Linked DNA regions of Mus musculus: region 1 is linked to region 2. Evidence: chromatin contacts called from public Hi-C data. All regions are on one chromosome and are shown on one strand. The core of a region is the stretch at or near the end of the contact, and the rest is flanking DNA. Distances in the headings are between cores, read along the strand shown.

Evidence for each region. Hi-C and Micro-C count contacts between places; a contact is called where the count stands out from the background.
Region 1: a Hi-C map of CD8 T cells shows a contact between it and region 2, with 5 times the contacts expected there. The contact joins the promoter of Capn10 here to the promoter of Eif4e2 in region 2. A contact is called at or near these places in 1 of 39 promoter capture datasets (pre-B cells) and 1 of 484 Hi-C or Micro-C datasets (CD8 T cells).

What each region holds. Positions count from the first base shown.
Region 1 is chr1:92,932,202-92,935,992 of GRCm38.p6, forward strand. It overlaps Capn10 (calpain 10), which reads left to right and starts at 2,207. Exons shown (of 12, transcript NM_011796.2): 1 at 2,207-2,813. The coding sequence starts at 2,673. It overlaps 9430060I03Rik (RIKEN cDNA 9430060I03 gene), which reads right to left. Exons shown (of 2, transcript NR_015525.1): 2 at 1,325-2,902.
Region 2 is chr1:87,212,104-87,215,941 of GRCm38.p6, forward strand. Eif4e2 (eukaryotic translation initiation factor 4E member 2) reads left to right here and starts at 1,811. Exons shown (of 7, transcript NM_001039170.1): 1 at 1,811-1,916. The coding sequence starts at 1,897.

The DNA of each region.
Region 1 (3,791 bases), core at 957-3,456, 5.7 Mb after region 2:
TCAGGTTTCAAAGGGCTCCAAGACATCCATGGGCATGCAGGTGCTCTGATTCAGTCTTCCCACTGCGAGTTGGTGTGATGGGGGGATCAATGTAGGGAAGGATTCTCACATGGTCCTGTGACATGAGCTGGCAGCTTCTGGGTTCCTTGCGTAAAGAACCTCTGGCTGATAAGGTTTTGTTGTTATTTTGAGACAGGTTCTTGCTGTGTGGCCCAGGCTGGCCCCACAATCCTCTCAACTCTTGTCTCCTGGGTATTGGGATTATAGGTGTTCCACCACAGCCAGTTTGGGCTCAGACTTTAAATGCCTCATTTGTGAGCACTTGTGCCAAGAGCCAGCTGGCTTCATACTCCTTTTCATCTGTCCACCTAGACTACTGCTGTTTCTTCTTGGCACTTTAGTATCAAAGATCAGAAATGTTGATGGGTCGGGAGGGAAAAGAAAGCCCTTTCCAAACTGGCTTCAAGAGCAAGGCTACTGTCTTAGTCAGGGTTTTTATTCTTGCACAAAACATCATGACCAAGAAGCAAGTTGGGGAGGAAAGGGTTTATTCGGCTTACACTTCCACATTGCTGTTCATCACCAAAGGAAGTCAGGACTGGAACTCAAGCAGGTCAGGAAGCAGGAGCTGATGCAGAGGCCATGGAGGGATGTCACTTACTGGCTTGTCTTCCCCCATTCTGCAGGCCTAGGCTGTCTAGTCAGCACCGGCTGCCTTCCTGTCTGTGCTGGCTAGTTTTATGTCAACTGGACACAGTCATCAGAGAGTGAAAAAAAAATGCCTCCATAAGATCCAGCTGCAAGGCATTTTCCTAATTGGTGATCAATGGGGGAGGGCCAGCCCATTGTAAGTGGCACCATCTCTGGTCCTGGTTCTATAAGAAAGCAGGAAAGGAGCCAGGAAATAGCGCCCCTCCTTATGGAAAGCGCCATAGGTGAGCAGAATAAACCCTTTCCTCCCCAAGTTGCTTTGGTCATGATGTTTCGTCACAGCAACGGTAACACTAAGCAGCTTTTCCTTCCAGATTCTGGAGGTCAGGCTCTGCCCGTGGCCCAGCCCTGGATATGGATGCGGCCTTCAGGAGCCGTTCTCCTGAGCTAACCACTCATATGAGACTTCTGGGGGTGAACCAGTTTGCATAACTCTTGAGTCGCGGATAACTTGTCACAATTACTCAAGACTTCCTGGAAAACCGAGTCCAGGCTCTTAATGATTCAACTATAGTGCAGCTTTCAGCCCACCAGTCAGTCCCCTGAGTCGAAATTAAGTACTAAATGAAAAAGCATCCCAAAGAGATGTTGGGCTATGTGGCTACTCCTTTTTTTTTTTTTTTTTTTTTTTTAAATAACCTCAATAAAGAGTTAAGTGTCTTGCACCTCAAATCATGGCGCTGAAGCCTAGTGGAGCCAAGGTAACTGTGTCATGCCACAGCAGTAATTGCTGCTGATGCAGGAGCAGCCCAGCCTCTCACTGGGAGAAGGAGCAACTGTCTAGACTCTGAAGCAGCAGGTTATGGGTAAAAGCTTGGCCTGGTTGTTCCTCTTTAGGCAACGGGTACTTGATCTACTTAACTGCACAAACCGCATTTCCTCTGACTACCTTTTATCCAAGACTGAGAAAAAGGGGCCCAGAGGAGGGAAAAAATATCAGAGCAGCCCTAATAGGTGGCAAACTGCAGTCTACAAGGTGTGAAGCCTCGTCGTCTCCCTTCCTGTCTATGAAGCTTCTAGTCTTGATGAAATACATTTGGAGAAGACACAGAGAACAGTCCTTGGCTGATTTGTGTCCTTCCTGGGACCTGGAAGAGTAGGCACCAGAAGGAGAGTGTCCTGTCCCTGACCTCCTCATGGCATCGAATAATCGTGGAGCCGCAAGTCCACGTCCTGGTCACCATCCAGTCTACAAAACCATAGCCAGGCCATTTAAGGCTTCAAGGAATGCTCCAGCCGCATTCCCTGGCCGCTTAGGATCCAGAGCGTCTGAAGCCCAATCGTTTTGAGACAAATGCCCGACCCCGGCAAGTTTCAACCCCAGTGACACCTCTGCCTCCCCAGAACAACGCAACCACCACCGCGACGGAAGGATAACAACGCGATTCGCTGAGCCACTTCCTCACTGGCTCTTTCAGAAGACAGGGAGGAACCACCGCTTTGCCAAGTTCCTGCCTCACACCGGAAGGAGCGAAGCACGCTGGGAAGTAGACAACGCCTGTGATCAGCGACGTATGCTGGGAACGGCGCTGCATGCTGGGATAGCATTGACAAAGCGATCTAAACCAAAGTGACTTTTCAGCTTCCTGTGGTCACTGAGACTTCGATTTCAAGTGGCTACAGCTGCGTTGTCCCGAGCACTAAAGCATACGGACATCAGGCTAGCACTGCCCAGTTAGAAACGCGGGGACCACGCCCTCGTGCGAGAGCAGAACCTACCAGTCCTGCACGGTTCTGCGCTGCAGCTCGTGCGTGATTAGGCAGCTCTGTCATATGACGCAAGCACGGCTCCTGGTTGGCTCCAGCCGGGTTACCTAGACAACGGAGCTTGCGGCGCTAGGCTGCTCTGCACCAGTAGGTCTCCCGGGCTAAGCAAACACGGTTTGCAGTGAAGGCCGCGCACTCGCTCCCGGGCGGCGACCGAGTCCACGGGCCGCAGATGGGAGCCCAGGGCGCCGAAGATGCGGGCGGTCCGGGCCGAGACGCCGGCGCGGGAGCTCTTCCGGGACGCGGCATTCCCCGCCTCGGACTCCTCGCTCTTTTACAACTTGTCCACGCCTCTGGCCCAGTTTCGGGAGGACATCACTTGGAGACGACCCCAGGTGCAGCAGGGTCTCTTGCCTGGGCGGGTGTTGTGGATATGTTTCTCACGGAGATGGACCCCGGGGTTAGCAGGACCTCGCCTTCAAGCCTATTCAGAAAAGGTGATAGCCAGCCCTGAGAATTCAAATGAGGAGGACAGAAGCAATCGAAAGGCTTGTCTTTTAGATGTTATCTTGGGGTTTCTACTAAAATACACTCCTACCCAAAGTCAGGTAGTAGGGAGCTGTTTTGATATTAAGGGATTAGAAGCAGTATTTCCAGCACCATCCCACCACCTAAGTTTTGTCGGGTGTAATTCAGCGCAATCTTTCTTGGCTTTGCACTTTGCTCTACATTTCTTCTAGTAGCTTTAGGGTATGAACACCAAAAGGTAGCACAGAACACGGGGAGCGTTGTGCTTAACAACTGGGAAAACCTAAGGAGCTGCTTTTCAGGGCTCCCTTAAATGGCACAGGCAGGTGGAACTATGTATTGTTATTTTAGCGTCCATGCATGCAACTCACAACAGTGTTACCCCTCATAGCCAGAAAGGGCTGTGGTAGGAGGGCTTTGGTTTTTTTGGTTTTTTTGGTTGGTTTTTTTTTTTTTTTTTTTTTTTTTTTTTTGCCTTGTTGCAGCTTAAATGGATGGATTGTTCAAGCCTAGTGTTTTTGTTGGTGTTTTTTAGACGTGGCTTATCAGCAGAAAGACTACTGGGGGACAGCCTGTCCCACATGCATGTAGTGCTAACAGTGACAGCTGGCAGGGTTCCAGGCCTTGTGCTGCCTGCTTGGCACAGTGGTGTTGATAAGCATCCTGGCTTTCTTGAGCAACACTGAGAGGCAAGGGAAAGAAAGAGCCCTGTTGGCCATGCCCTTGGAGTTTAGGTTTTGTTTTTACTTTAAACAGGGGGTTTCAGAAGATGTGCCTAGTCCTACAGTGACTTGATGTGCAGGGGTGGGTAGTGATTGTGTGTGTGTTGGGGAGGTGTGGCACCC
Region 2 (3,838 bases), core at 561-3,060:
ACTGGACGTGGTGGGGCCTTTAGTCCTAGCACTAGGGAGGCAGAGACAAATCCATCTGTTTGAGGTCAGTGTACATGGTGAGATCCTGTCTCAAAAAAGGATGGGGGTGAGGGTGGAGATAGTTCAGTGGTTAGGAACACTGGCTACTTTCCCGGGGATCTGGGTTGGTTTCCAGCACCCATGTAGCATCTGTTACTCCAGTTGCAGGCGATCCAACACCCTCCTCTGGCTTTGCAAAACGCCCATGCATATAGTGCAGACATATGCACAGACAGAACACCCATATACACAAGATAGAAAAAAAAAAGCCTTTTTTTTATGGAGATAGGGGTGTGGGATCTAAGTACAGAGTCTTGGCTTTTATGAGGTCTAGAATTTTTAAAAGTGTAACCCATTTTAACTAGCAAGGTTCTTCTAGATGCCACAGCACAAATGTGTACCTTCAGCAGTACGTCCCATTCGTCTAATGTAATACTTCCTCCCACCCCCACTGATCACAAAGGATTTCTTGAGTTTTACTATCTCCCCCCCCCCCATTGTTAGAAATTCTTCACAGTATGGATAGTCAAGAGGCACTGTTCAAAATAAAATAAAATAAAATAAAATAAAAAACAAACAAAGCCAGGCAGTGGTGGCACACGCCTTTAATCCCAGCACTTGGGAGGCAGAGGCAGGTGAATTTCTGAGTTCGAGGCCAGCCTGGTCTACAGAGTGAGTTCCAGGACAGCCAGGGCTACACAGAGAAACCGTGTCTCGGAAAAAAAAAAAAAAGGCCCTGTTCACCTGACCCACATTTCACATGAGCAAGCTGGGGTCCAGAGTAAGAGGAACTCTCTAGAACACTCCTTTATAGGGTTCAAATTTCCATCTCTGATCCAATCTCAGACACTGTAAGAAAGACTCCTAGCCCTGCAAATTCCTTTCGTCCTCTCTCTTCTCAAAAGCCAGAGTACTTGCAAGGCTAGGCCCAAAGCCACTGGGCTGGGTGTGACAGGAGAGCTTCCTCAGCCTCCCTTACATGCCAGGCAATAGGATGATCCCCTGAGGTCTTCCTGAGGAGAAAAAGCGTGACCTTGCTGAGTGACCAGGGGACAACCACGGGCCAGTCCTGGGACACTTTCCTCACCTGTAAATACAGGCACGAACATCAATTTCTACCCCTCCTCTCTGGTGATTAAAAATAAACATCTAACAATGTAATATGTTCAGCAGATGGGTCAGGAAAATGCGTGCCTCATAGCTCTGGAGTTACATCACCAACTAGGGAATTTATTCCTGTGTATGTGATGTGGTTTTGGACAGTCCTTAGGAGTGTGGGGACAATGACTTCAGTTGAGGAGGCAATGATGAGTGAGACCATCTCGGTCCTCAGTAAGTTTGTCACCCTGGTTCGACTCCCCCCACCCCCCACTTCACCCAATATATAGGGAAGGTCTTAATGTATCCCAGGCTGTCCTCGAACTCACTATGTTGGTTAGGCAGGTCTGGATCTTCCTGCTGCCATTTCCCAAGAGCCAGAATTGCAAGTTTGTTTGTAGTGCTCTCTCGTCCTCTCCAAACACCAAGAGCAAAGGATCAACTGCCAGAGAATACCATTTACTAAAGGTTACTATGCCTGACATTTTCCCCCTGGAATCCACGGGGAGGTTAAAGTGGATGGCCGGCAGCCTGCGTAGACAATGCTCAGTGCAAGCAGCCACACCAAGACAGCCCCGGTCGGAACAAGCGCTGTCGTCCCGGGCCACCCGTCCGGGAAAGAGGCCCCGCCCAAGGCCTGAGCACTGACGTTCCGCTGAGCGCCTCGCCAGCCAACCGGAAGTAGCCGGGCCCTTAGCGATGGGACCCGGTAGAGCGGAAGTCACTCCGTGAGGCAGTGGCGACAGCGGCGGCAAGAGGATGAACAACAAGTTCGACGCGTGAGTGGCGCGTGGCCGACCCCGGGGCCCCTTCCCCCAACCGTCCCCCGGGACCGCTCCCGCCGGGGCCGGGCGCGCCCTCAGCCGAGCCGCTCGCTCCCGGGCCGCCGCAGCCCGAGCCTTCCTGCGCCCGCGGGCCCGACGGGGCCGGGAGAGCGCGGCCGAGGTCGCCGGGACCCCTGAGCCGCTGGACCCCGGCGCGGCACGGGCCGGGGGAGGGGAGGCCGCGCCGCCCGGAAGGAGATTTTCGGACGCCCCGCCCTGGTGGGTGCGGGCTGCCGGCGGCGTGGAGGGGCGGGACCTCAGCGCTTCGGGTGTTTCCGCAGCCTTGCTGCCTTCTCTCTGAACGCGGCTTCCCTCCCGCACTCGCTCGGCGTCCTGGGAAGGTCACCTCTCCCTTCCGAGCCTCGATTTTGTCTTCTGCAAGCGGGGACGGTAACAGAGCCCGTGTCGTAGAGTTGGGCAGCTGCGATGAGGTAATGGGGCAGCCGCGCTGAGTACTGTGGCCTCTCGAGTACGGAATGCTTTTCATCTGAGATTCTTCCTGCTTCCTCCCCGACCACCACCCTCCCTTCATCCCCCACCCCGTCCCTGTCTTTCAACTCTTAGTGGCTGCCCACCCCTGCATTCATCTCCAATTCCCGCAGCGAACAGTTGGGAAGTACAGAGAAGAAATATGTGTTGGGGTGGGGGATGGGGGGGTGAGAACATTCCCCTCCTAACGATTAAATCTTTTAGCATTTAAAAGTAATTTTCGTTTTCATCTAGCCCCACTTAAGTTAGTGTTTCACAAGAATTGTATCCCTGGGTAGATTGCAGTGCTCCCTCCTCTCTATGGTTTGTAGTGATCAAATCTGGTTTATCATTCAAAGGCCTACATTTTTAGTTTTAAGCCCACCAGCTGTTTGACAGTACAAAAGTCCTCCAGTCTGAGCCATCGATCTCACCTCTGTAGTGGTTAGGACCGGAAGGACCACATCACGCTCTGCAATACTTAGAGGTACTGTGTAAAATGCTGAGCATGAGCTGTGAAGGGAAAGTGGACTCACTGATAGGTGGTGAAGCTGCAGGTTTTCAATACAGTGAGTTCAGAGGTGCAGACTCAGGAAGTACTGGGATGGGGATTCCAGTTGTACAGCCAGCTCTTCCTTAGGTTTTCATGGTGGCTGAGTGAGCTCTGCTTCTTGAGAAAAGACCTGATGTCTTCTCCACCTTGCTTATTAGCAGAGTCCAGCAGGATAGAGATCCATTGGTCTCCTGTCATAGGCCCTGCAATACCTAGCTTCATACCTGCAGCCCTTCCTCCCTTCTTCTCCTATTGGAACAAATCAAACTGCATCCTAAGAAGATAGTTTTTAGGTTGCCTGTCTTGAATAAGGATGGTTATGTTGGCCACTGTCGTCGTCACTGTTCTGTTGCTGTTGAAGAGATGCCATGACCAGGCAACTGTTTTTTTGTTGTTGTTGTTTTTGGGGGGTGGGGGTGGGGTCTGAGACAGGGTTTCTCTGTGTAGCCCTGGCTGTCCTGGAACTCACTCTGTAGACCAGGCTGGCCTTGAACTCAGAGAAATCCGCCTGCCTCTGCCTCCCGAGTGCTGGGATTAAAGGTGTGTGTCACCACTGCCCGGCCGGGCAACTCTTATGACAAGTTTTTTCTTTTTCTTTTTTACTTATTTATTTAACTAACAAGGCCACACACCTCCTAATCCTTCCTAGCAGTTCTGCTCCCTGGTGACTAAGCATTCAAATATATGAGCCTATGGTGGTCATTCTTAGTCTAGCCACTGCAGCCACCCAGAGGCATCCCTGTGGATTTGTTTCCTAACTTTTTAGGTTAGCATAGAAAGTAGCAGGTTCTATTAGGACACCTTCATACTCAGGCCATTACTTTGTTCTCCTTCTTCCCTGCCCCCACTGGACTCG